Regions from separate parts of the Gossypium hirsutum genome. Here region 1 is linked to region 2. A link is a contact called in public Hi-C data. All regions are on one chromosome and are shown on one strand. Each heading gives the region's core, a stretch centred on a gene start, on an enhancer-like site or on the middle of the called end of the contact. The rest is flanking DNA. Distances are from core to core; before and after follow the strand shown.

What was found. Hi-C and Micro-C count contacts between places; a contact is called where the count stands out from the background.
Region 1: a contact with region 2 is called in a Hi-C map of leaf, with 2.4 times the contacts expected there. The contact joins the promoter of LOC107935189 here to the enhancer-like site in region 2. A contact is called at or near these places in 9 of 34 Hi-C or Micro-C datasets (callus, hypocotyl and leaf).

Annotation. Positions count from the first base shown.
Region 1 is chrA09:80,481,252-80,487,145 of Gossypium_hirsutum_v2.1, reverse strand. LOC107935189 (RING-H2 finger protein ATL29) reads left to right here and starts at 2,460. Exons shown (of 1, transcript XM_016867756.2): 1 at 2,460-3,344. The coding sequence starts at 2,460. The coding sequence ends at 3,344. It overlaps LOC107935177 (transcription factor bHLH71), which reads left to right and starts at 4,138. Exons shown (of 3, transcript XM_016867741.2): 1 at 4,138-4,984; 2 at 5,055-5,444; 3 at 5,512-5,711. The coding sequence starts at 4,586. The coding sequence ends at 5,610. It also overlaps the pseudogene LOC107935209.
Region 2 is chrA09:80,400,618-80,406,494 of Gossypium_hirsutum_v2.1, reverse strand. It overlaps TRNAM-CAU (transfer RNA methionine (anticodon CAU)), which reads left to right and starts at 5,717; the gene lies at 5,717-5,803. It also overlaps the pseudogene LOC107935204. Within about 2 kb of position 1,399, at least 9 of the 9 cell types and tissues checked have an H3K27ac peak or open chromatin away from gene starts, as enhancers often do. A contact at or near this core is called in hypocotyl and leaf, where this site is marked.

The sequences.
Region 1 (5,894 bases), core at 1,211-3,710, 80 kb before region 2:
GGGAGGTGACGATGGCTTTTACGGTGGTGATGGGTTTTGTTTTGGGGCTTGGGGAGTTTATTTAACCATGCCCGCTTCTGATTATAGCTTCCTTAAATTACCCAGAAGCCTTGAAGATCTACATATCCTCAGGTTCGTTTGGCCTTTTGCTATTAATTTGGTTTTTTAGAAAAGAAAAAAAAAAGAAGAGATTGAATTGGTTACTTTAATGTGTTTTATTGGTGATTGAGAATGTATAACAAAATTAGTTGTGTTTTTGTATTTTTTTTTTCTGGGAAATATTTTGTTTTGGTGGGTAATGCTTTCTTTGAGATTCCATGCAATTCTTTTATGTTTTATTTTCTCTGTAATTTAACAAGTTATGGGATCCATCTGGTTTTCAAGCAATTGAAGCCTTTTTAGTTTCGTTTTTTCTTATAATGAATTTGGGCAACAAATGAATGAATTTTGGACTGGACTGCAATGTACTTCAGCTCATTAGGATCAATGGTGCAGAGAATAGAACTTCAAGTCCTTAGAGAACTAAGAATACCATAGAATAATGTGGGGCAATATTTATTGGTTAATGCTAAGTTTGATTCGATTATGTGAGATGGTTAGATATTTGCTTTAAAGAGATAGTTGGTGAGAAAATGCATTTGGTTAAAGAGGGTATACAATGAAATGAACTATCATGCTCTGATCATTTGAGCTCTCCAGGTTCACAATTAAAACATTTTTCTTCTCATTGGCTTATCCTAATCCCTGTGTTATCAGTCTTTTGTTCTGTCGTTTGTGTTGCTTTGATATGCATTGATTGTTTTTGTACAATGTATCATTGTAGAGATCACCTTGAAATCTACACAAGTGACTACACCCTACAAGTCTTGGTGGGGTATTGTGCAGTCTACATTTTCATGCAAACTTTCATGATTCCGGGAACTGTTTTCATGTCATTGCTCGCTGGAGCATTGTTTGGAGTCTTGAAAGGTGTAGCTCTTGTTGTGATCACCGCCACTGCCGGAGCTTCTTCATGCTATTTCCTGTCGAAATTAGTTGGACGCCCCCTTGTCATTTCCCTTTGGCCTGACAAGCTGAGCTTCTTCCAAGCTCAGGTGATTTCAACTCCTTGTTCAGTAAGTTGTCTTTTTCTTACATCGAGCTAAAAAGTATAATAAGCTTTATCGGCTTTTCGTGCTTGCAGGTGGCTCAAAGAAGAGAAAGCCTGTTGAACTATATGCTTTTTTTGAGGCTTACTCCAACTTTGCCGAACACATTCATTAATGTTGCTTCGCCTATTGTCGATGTGCCTTACCATATTTTCTTCATGGCAACTTTCATTGGACTTATTCCTGCTGCTTTCTTAACTGTCAGGGTATTTTACTTTGGACTTCCATGTGAAATTTGCATGTTAAGCTGTTAGACTGACATGGCAGAGCACATCCCTTGAATACAATCTTGATACTTAAATAACTTGTGGTTGCATGTTTCTTCTGCATGCAGGCAGGAATAGCTCTCGGAGAATTGCAATCGGTGGGGGATCTTTACAACTTCAACTCAATTGCCACTCTTTTCCTTATAGGGGTTGTCTCTGTCACGCCTACGCTAATGAGCAAGCCCAAATTATAGCATCCTAGCACCTGAGCTTGTGTATAGGCTAGCATCAAATAAATGCAATGTGCTGCTGCTGCTTCTCGGGTTAAACGGAATCCGCATCCAATACCAAACATGCTGATCGGATAAGGTGTTACTGTGCCAATCATCAAATTCTTTGCCATGCATTGTATTATTTGCTTTAACCATTCCCAGGTTAAGTCTGTATAGGAAGACGGATATAAGAAAAGTTGGGGAGAAGTTGTTATCTGTTTCAATTTCTAAAATTCATTGTCAGTAATAATACTACTCTTCAGTGTCTGTACAGATTGTATATCCATTTTTAGAAGCTTATCATTATCAATGGACATCTTGTCAAATGTTTGTACAAATTTACCACGGAGAACAAGGTTCACAATGCTAAAATTTACTCAATATGTTAATTGAGGTAATTCACCTTAAGAAACAAGAATTTATTAGGACACAAGGGTTGTTACTAAATAATTGTCGAAGGCAAGATATGGCTTTCAAAAGAAATGGCTAGAATTAAGCATGTGTCACAAATTTTAAGCTTTTAGATGGTCTATATCCAAGACTCACCATATTTATAGTTCCAACATATCGTAGTCATCAGAGGAAATTAAGGGCAAATATAACAGGATTCAGCCATAAGATCCAAATCCTTCTCGTAAGGACTCGTTCAATAACCCCGCATTTTTACCATTTGCCAAGCATCACCTTTCCAAATTAAGGTTACCAATCGCTTGTTCATACTCCTATAACAAAGAAAAATTGAAAAAAAAAAAAAAAAGGATTACTGATCTCATCTCCTAGAAAAGAAAAGTTAACACAGTCTAGCCAATGGTATATGCTACCATTTTTATTCAATGTCAACATATTCTTCTAATGTTGCTCATCCACCCTCAACATCATCAGCCTACAATCCCCCGGTGCCTGTAATCATAACAGTAATTTTCCTCCTTTCATTCTTATTTGGTTTCTTCACAGTACACTTTTTAAAGTGTCTCCTTGAATATATTGCAAGTAATAGGAACATTGAGGCTAACACTGCTGCAGATGTTGTGGTTGCTGCTGCCCCAGAAGATACAGCAAATAAAAGCAATGGTCTTGATCCTGAACTAGTACAAGCTTTCCCGACGTTCTATTATTCGACCGTCAAAGAGTTTCGTCGCGAAAAGTACGGCCTAGAATGTGCTATTTGTTTGGGGGAGTTCGTAGATGACGATATGCTTCGACTTTTGACGATTTGTTTCCATGTTTTCCATAAAGAATGTGTTGATCTTTGGCTTGAATCGAATAAAACATGCCCGGTTTGTCGTGGCGAGCTAGACGTGCCTAGGAAATCGTTAGAGAAATCTCCTGTACTGCTTCAGAGTAATTCCATGCATGAAATTGGGGCAAATCAAAGTCCTCTACAAAATGCTGTTTGCATTGAGATTAAAGAAGATAACAAGGAGAAAGCTGATGAAGCTCAAAGCTCTTCAACCACAAAAGAACATCACAAGAAACGTGAAGGAGTGGAAAGATTTTTTAGGTCAAATTCCACAGGCCACTCCATATTTAGAACTAGAGAAGAAGATGATAAATATACTCTAAGATTGCTTGACCATGTCAAAATAAAAATTTTAAGGGGACATAAAGCTGCAATAAGTTGTATATCATTTAGAGATTTTACAAGCCCCTTGAATTCCAAAAATGCAGCTTCAGGTGAAACATCAGAGTCACTTCAAGGTGACTTAGATAAAGTATAAGTTGATGTAGGCTCCTTTCTTCAATTATCTTAGGATATTCTAAATAGAATTTGAACTCATGCCTTCCTATTTCAATAAACTCAGGGGAAAAAAAAATAAACGAATTCATTGTGAACTTTCATCTATCTAATTTTTTTATCACTAGATTATATGTGGATGGGTATGGTATATGTAGTTTTGTAGTTTCAGAGGTGTGTAAATATTTGAACTTAAGAACAATAGTTGAGAGGAAAGCCAATTATATCGTGAAAGGATTTTATTACATTCCAGTTAAACGTTTCACTAAGCATTGCAGACATCATTGTAACTATACATACCATCACCAAAGAGTCACATGGATTAGCCTGCAATATGGCTGACAAATCGGACCATCAGTCTTCTTCACCAGATAAGGCGACAGCTCCCTTCCCTGTGTTTCTTTGTCTCTTGTGTTTCTCTCTTTTATGGCCATTTCATCTAATTACAGTGATCATGAAAGTGCTCAAAAGAACTCTAATGGCTCTTGGTTTTTTTGAACCTAAGCCTAAGCTGTTAATTAAAAGTCTACTCCACTGATTCTCACATATGTTCCTTTATTTGTATGATCATTGGCAAGTCAAATGATGATCTTCCAATTGTATATGCTGCAGAGAATGGGTTGTCAAGCACATGTTAAGCTTTCCTTGTAAAACAGTAGTGTACGAGAATCTAGGGCCCGTGAGCCAGTCTTTTTTTTTTCCCTGCCAAATACAACATAGATTTGAATGTGCACAGTAGCTTTAACCCACAGCTTGTTGTATTGTTTGTATGCATATCCCTATATAGATTTGGGTCCCCCCCCTCTCCCCCACCTCCACTCTCTCCATTGCAGTCACTGTGCCTGCAATGTTGACAAACCCCAAAACAAGGCTGAGTGAAGAGCTTCTTTCATTTTCCTTCACTTTCTTGCTGGCACACAAAAGAGAACTTATCCTTTCTTTCTCCTATACTGCCCCTCTCACGTGCATGCACCATATATTTTTCTCTCTAATACATTATTACCCCAGACCTTAGCTGCTAACTTCATTTTAACCTCTCTCTCTCTCTCTCTCTCTCTCTCTCTCTCTCTCTCTCTCTCTCTCTCAACAACAAGATTTGAAGCTGTGGGGTTAATGCTAGAAAGTCCCTTTTGTCTTTAAAATGAAACTAGATTTGCAAGTTCCCAACATTTCAAGCCGTATGATTAGTTGGAGCTGTGAATTGTGGAGATTGTAGAGAAGATAATGGCACTTGAAACCCTTTCATCCAACGAGCTGTTGAACTTTATTATCTATGATACTATATTCGCAACCCCATGTAGCAGCCATCACCATGAGTCATTGGTCACTGATTTCTCAATGGAAAATAGTTTCAGCTCCTTAGAACAAGCTAGGAATAGTGGTAATGCTTTGAGTTGTTTGCCAATGGTGACCCCAAAGTGCCGCTCAAAGGGAATGGAAAGGTCCAACTTGGCAGTTCAAGGGAGGAAAAAAAGAAGGAGAAAGCCAAGGGTTTGCAAGAACAAAGCAGAGGCTGAGACACAAAGAATGACTCACATTGCTGTTGAGAGAAACAGACGAAAGCAAATGAATGAGCATCTCACTGTTCTACGCTCCCTCATGCCTGAATCTTATGTTCAAAGGGTTTGTCTCTTTCTTCCCCTCTCTTCTATGTATGTATGTATGTAGAATAAAATAATTGTTGCATGTGTAGGGTGATCAAGCATCCATAGTAGGTGGAGCTATAGAGTTTGTGAAGGAACTTGAGCATCTTCTGCAAACACTTGAAGCTCAAAAGCATCGTGTAGAAACCAACAAGTCATTGCTATCATCATCGTCGTCACCACCGTTTGCACAATTCTTCACGCACCCTCAATACACTTGGTCACAGATCCCTAACAAACATACACCAAAAACAAAGGCATCAATAGCGGATATCGAGGTGACATTGATCCAAACTCATGCTAACCTTCGAATCCTCACACGAAAAGTTCACAAGCAGCTTCCCAAGCTTGTTGCTGGTTTACACTCACTTTACCTTTCCATCCTTCACCTCAATGTCACATCCATGGATACATTAATTCTCTACTCTATCAGTGTCAAGGTAAATTCATCTTATTATATATAATTTTAGCAAATAAATTATTGATCTTCACATGGTAAAATGACAGGTTGAAGAAGGATGCCAACTGAACTCAGTAGATAACATAGCAGGTGCAGTTCACAATATGCTCAGAATAATTGAGGAAGAAGCTACTACCTTATGTTGATAAACTTTTGTACCTAAATTACCTTTTGTTTTACTGTCAAATCACCAAAATGCCACCACTTTTTTTTGTTCCTTCTTTATAAATAAAGTTGGTTTTTTTGAGAGGGGTGTTTAGGGTTTCTTCAATTTTTATTTTTATTTTAAAAGGTTTTCCCTTTAGAGTCAATGAAAGTTAGTGTGTTTTGAAGTTTGGGTTTGTTTTTTTTTTTGTGATTTTTTTAGAATGTATAATAATTTGAGGTGAGATTAACGGTGCATTTGCTTAGATGAAAAAGTATAAGGACG
Region 2 (5,877 bases), core at 150-2,649:
TCGAGACGAGGATTTTTCGAAATAAATACCATATTCAATGTTTAATATTTTGGAAAAATTGTGCCCTAACGTATTGGGTTGCGATTTCTTCATTTGATTTAAACAACTGAATATTCTTTTAAACTTTATTACACGAATCTTTTCAAACTTAAGTTTTAAATGATCTCGGAAATAAAAAAGATCGTGTCTTAACTCACTGGACATGATCCCCTTTTTAATCCAAGATAATTAAATATCTTAAATAAGTAAATTTTGACATTCATTCGCATATCGGGAATTCGAGACATTGTGTCCTAACTTACTGGATATGATGCTTTCTTTCTCGATTAACGTGGAACGTGCCCCTCTTTTCCCAAAATTTTCAACACTTTAATACAAGGATCGTATTTTTAAAATTCTTTTAAATTCTCAATTTTCGACATTAAGACATTAAGTAATCAACTAGGTACCAATTTTGGGCGTATCGAGGGTGCTAATCCTTCCTCGTGCGTAACCGACTCCCGAACCCGTTTTCTAAATTTCGTGGACCAAAACCGTTGTTTTAATAAAAATCAAACCGTTTATTATAACAACCATTTTCGAGGTAATCCAATCACACCTCATAAAAAAGGGATTGGTGGCGACTCCCATTTTTGTTTTCATTTTCCAAAACCCAAGTCGACCCCGTTTTTCATCAAAAAAAGGTGTCAACAAAATGTATGAGTGGCTGATTCATGGGAGGAAAAGAGGAAGAACCTTCGATTGCGTCACGGATATTGTTTCTGGATAACTTTATGTAAGGAAGGTAGAAAGTAGATTTATGAGCATAGCAGGAAGACATATAATAGGGAGCCGCCAGTGTAGGCATGCAAAACAATAAAAACATCTATTACAGAAAAATATGGGGATCTGTTTGACAATTTCTTCATAATATGTACCCATTCCTGTTTTACTTCCATTATCATAGCCAACGAACTCGCTGTTAATACAACTAACAACACCCACTCATGCACTTTCTTTTGCATTTCCCAATACTAAATAAATATTTTTTCTAAATATATAAAGCAAAAATTTAGAAGAAAATGGGGATATTTATTTTGACAAATTTGATAATATCTATCCTTCAAAGGTCAAATTTATAAGAAAGGTCCCTGCATGTGATTAATTTTTTAAAACATGTAAAGTATATATATATATTTACAAGGAGATTATAATAGAGAGGCTAAATCATCCAAAACCCAAAAGTACAAGGAGCTTATAAAAAAATTTACCACAGTGGGAGCTTAGCTTCTAATCCGTACAGTAAAGTGAAACAAAGAGAATGCAGACACGTTTCACGCACGTGCTCGAACGAAGGCTATAGGCTATCTATGAGACACAGCTACGCCGGAATTTATCACCCAGTACTCGGGCCTTCGTAGAAACCGCCTTTATTTTTTTTATTATTGGGTTGTCCAGTCTCCAATTCCTCTATTTCCCCCAACCACCCTTAGTGAAAGTAAAAATAATCAGCCCAAATATTAAATAAAATCGCAAAGAAAAATCTAAATCTAAATCTAAATCCCCCCATTGCCATCCTCTATTCCTCGTAACCAAATCTGCCCACTTTATATGGAATGAAGGACCATAGGTTAGCACCGACGATGAATCTATGGACGGACGATAACGCCCCGGTTATGGAAGCTTTTATGAGCTCCGATCTTTCGTCTTTGTGGCCGCCGCCGCTATCCTCTGCCTCCACTTCCACTCCAGCTGCTTCTGCTGCCGGTGGTGGTGGTGGTGGTGGTGGGGGCACGACCTCTCCATTTCTTTCCTCGCCCAATCTCAGCCTTCCGTTTCTCTCCTCAATCAAGAAACTCTTCAACAGCGTCTCCAGGCGCTGATCGAAGGAGGCCGTGATTGTTGGACTTACGCCATTTTTTGGCAGTCCTCGTACGATTACTCGGGCGCTACTGTGCTTGGCTGGGGCGACGGGTATTACAAAGGCGAAGAAGATAAAGGGAAAGGGAAGTCCAAAGCTTATTCGTCTTCAGTTGCGGAACAAGAGCACCGTAAAAAAGTGCTCAGGGAACTTAATTCTTTGATTTCTGGCTCAACAGCCACCGCCGACGACGCTGTCGACGAAGAAGTCACCGACACCGAGTGGTTCTTTTTAGTATCCATGACGCAATCTTTCGTCACCGGCAGCGGGCTCCCGGGGCAGGCGCTTTACAATTCCAGTCCGGTTTGGGTTGCCGGTTCGGACCGATTAGCCAGCTCGATGTGCGAGAGAGCCAGGCAAGGGCAGCTTTTCGGTTTGCAGACGATCGTTTGTATACCGTCGGCGAATGGCGTTGTCGAATTGGGGTCAACGGAACTTATCACGCAAAGCTCAGATCTGATGAATAAGGTTCGGATTTTGTTTAATTTCAATAATGGGATTGAAGCTGGTTCTTGGTCTGTGAGTAATAACACAGCTGATCAAGGCGAAAATGATCCGTCTTCGCTTTGGATTAGTGAACCAAATAATGGAGTCGAACCCAAGGATAACAATAACAACGGCAATCACAATCCGTCGATTCAGGATCCAAGTACGAGCAGTTTAACTGAGAATCCAAGTTCTATTCATGGTGGAAATCAGCAGCAGCAGCCGCAGGGACAGAGTTTCCGCTTGAATTTCTCCAATTATGGCTTTGATGGGAATAGCAGTGTGAAGAATGGAAAATTTTCTGCTCATTTGTTGAAACCAGAATCCGGGGAGATATTGAACTTTGGTGAGAGTAAGAAAAGTGGGAATGGGAATTTGTTTTCAGCCAATTCTCAGTTAGTGGTGGAGGAGAATAAGAAGAAAAGGTCGCCTACTTCGAGAGGGAGTAATGAAGATGGAATGATTTCGTTCACTTCTGGCGCAGTTTTGCCTTGTTCGGGTGTGGCCAAACCCGGTGGCTGTGCTAGGGATTCGGACAACTCTGATATCGAAGCTTCCATCGTGAAGGAAGCTGATAGTAGCAGAGTTGTGGAGCCTGAAAAGAGGCCTCGGAAACGAGGGAGAAAACCAGCAAACGGAAGAGAAGAGCCTCTGAACCACGTAGAAGCAGAGCGGCAAAGAAGAGAGAAGCTTAACCAGAAGTTTTATGCGCTGCGTGCCGTAGTTCCTAACGTATCAAAGATGGATAAAGCATCGCTCCTTGGTGATGCTATTTCGTATATTAACGAGCTTAGGACAAAGGTGCAGGATGCAGATTCAGAGAAAGAGGAGTTGCTGAAACAATTAGATGAGATGAAGAAACAATTGGCAAGTAAAGAATCTTGTTCGATGGCACCACCACCGCCTGATCAAGACCGCAACATGTCGAACAAATTGATTGAATTAGATATCGATGTCAAGATCATAGGATTGGATGCAATGATTCGAATCCAATGCAGTAAAAAGAACCATCCAGCTGCAAGGTTGATGACTGCCTTGAAGGAGTTAGACCTTGATGTGCATCACGCTAGTGTGTCAGTAGTAAACGACTTGATGATCCAGCAAGCAAGCATGAAGATGGGGAGCCGGTTTTACACACAGGAGCAGCTCAGAATAGCTCTAGCATCCAAAGTTGGAGATGCAAGATAAGAGAGTGATGAGCAGAGCTTGACCTGTGTAAGCAATTGGGATCATTAGAGCTTGAACAAAAATGATAAAATAGAACCAGAGTTTCATTGTTTAAACTGGCAGCAGGTCTCTGGGACATTTTATGGCTCCCGGTAGCACAAGCTCTGTAAAATATTGTTCCATTTTGCTCCTATTATTAGTGTTTAGTGTAGGTATTAGTCTCTTAGTGGTGATTTGAATCAAGGAGGGTTGATTTCCCCCATTAATTCATCACTGAAAACTGCCTTTTTGGTGTTAAATCTTGTAGTTGTATGCCTTCACTCTTCAATGTATATTTGTTTCATTGGGACAAGTTTTACTGGACCTGAAGCATGCATGTTTTTGTAACCTTTTGTTGCTTGCTTCACCTGTCTTGCCTTTTCTTGCATTTTCATGGCAATTGTTGCTCTTTTTATTGGGACAAACTGCTTCCCTGTTTTTGCCATATGTTGGGCCTTATATGGTTTCCATGCTAATACTGCACAGACAATTTGCATTTATCTTTTGAAAGGATTGCATCTCAAAATCTGCCTTTCTGCAAATGTGAGTTTAGATGTAGCAGGCACCAACATCTTTGGATAATTTTTAGAAGCTCAAAAGCTAATAACAAATAACAACAAAAAGTAAAAATAAAAATACAATGCTTCTTCCTTTATTCAAATACAAATTTGGGGGGTTAAATAATGAACCAGTGATTTAATGAATAGAAACAAAAAAGAAATAAATGAACGATCAGATTACGTAGCCAAGCCATGCACTCCGTATAGTCTCCTTTTCATTGGTTTCATAAGTACATCAAAATCAATGTACACTCATCTCTTTTCCCGTCTGTTGAACCCTTTGTCCCCTCAAATCCTCAAAGCTCCAATCCCTCCTCATGCCCGAGCTCCTCACCAACCTTGGCTGAGCGCCGACGTTAGCTTCAAACCCCATCGTGCCGTAAGTTGTAGCAATCGTATTAAACCGGATAGGACCCTTCTTTATCTTCTTGGAAGGAATCCCCGAAGTGCTGCTGGTGCTGCTTGGCTCCTTACCCTTTTGTTCATAACCTTGAGGGCTCATATTCCCTGACCAACTTCTATTTAACCCTACACAACAAGACTTACTGATGCCCGTTTCTTTACCAAAATCAATATCATCGTTTGAATTTGTTCTTTGCAGGACAGGGCAGGTACAACAATTTAGACTCATGGCTTTTGTTGTTTTTTCTCACTTGTTTGATGATCAAAAGAAGCACGTCAAAAGGAATTGAGGGGTTGAAAAGAGATGTTTTCTATTGCAGTTCTAAGGGTCTCTTTTTTTTTTTTTTTGTGAGGAGGTGATTGGAAACAACAAAAACAAAAGAAGCTTAACTTATAGTTTAAAAGGATATTGGTATTAATTTAGTATCATCCTTTTTTTCTTTCTGGTTTGGGGATTTATGTTTATGTTCCCCGCGAACACAGGTACACCAATTCTAAGTATGGTAATAACAAAAGTTTCGAGTCTACAAACGATTCATTAATGACCAAAAAATCAATGTGTGTAATCACTGATACGACTATTTCCTGTCATTTAGGTAAAGCTAGCATGATTAATTTAGCATTCAACCATCACTTGTTTATTTTGTGATATAAATAGAAATGATGTGATGTTAACCACCAATCATAGTGCCATTCTAACTTCAATAATCCATCAAGTTTAGGTTCTTTTTCATCACCCATCTGCCTTGTACAACTTCCACTTTATTTACTTTTGACAAAAGTCAAAGCTTGGATCTTGTTTCAATGGATAATATTAATATACTGCACGTGTAACAAATCAAGGATGAGTGTGGCATCAACACTTTGTCTGAACAACTAAGTTTTGAAGTAACATCACAGTAAACCCATCTAAAGGCAGTTAACAAAAATTAATCCTACGAATCAAAACAAAGCGTAAAAAAGAATATAAAATTTTCGATGTTGCTCAAGGGTGTCTGAGGATCTAAAAGTACTAATTTCAGGGTCTTAATGAAAGGATTATCCTTTAAGCTAGAAATTTCAAGGAAACGAGCATTATTCTTACAGCATTCATAATCAAAATGCAGATTTCATAGCTTTCTGACAAGAACAAGCTCACTATAAGAACAACGGTTAACAAAAAGGGGTGGTGGCGCAGTTGGCTAGCGCGTAGGTCTCATAGCTACGTTGAGTGATCCTGAGGTCGAGAGTTCGAGCCTCTCTCACCCCATTTTATTTTGAACTTTTTAACTTGGATTGTTAAATTCATTATTATTAATGGCTGATGTAATATTTATGGATTTA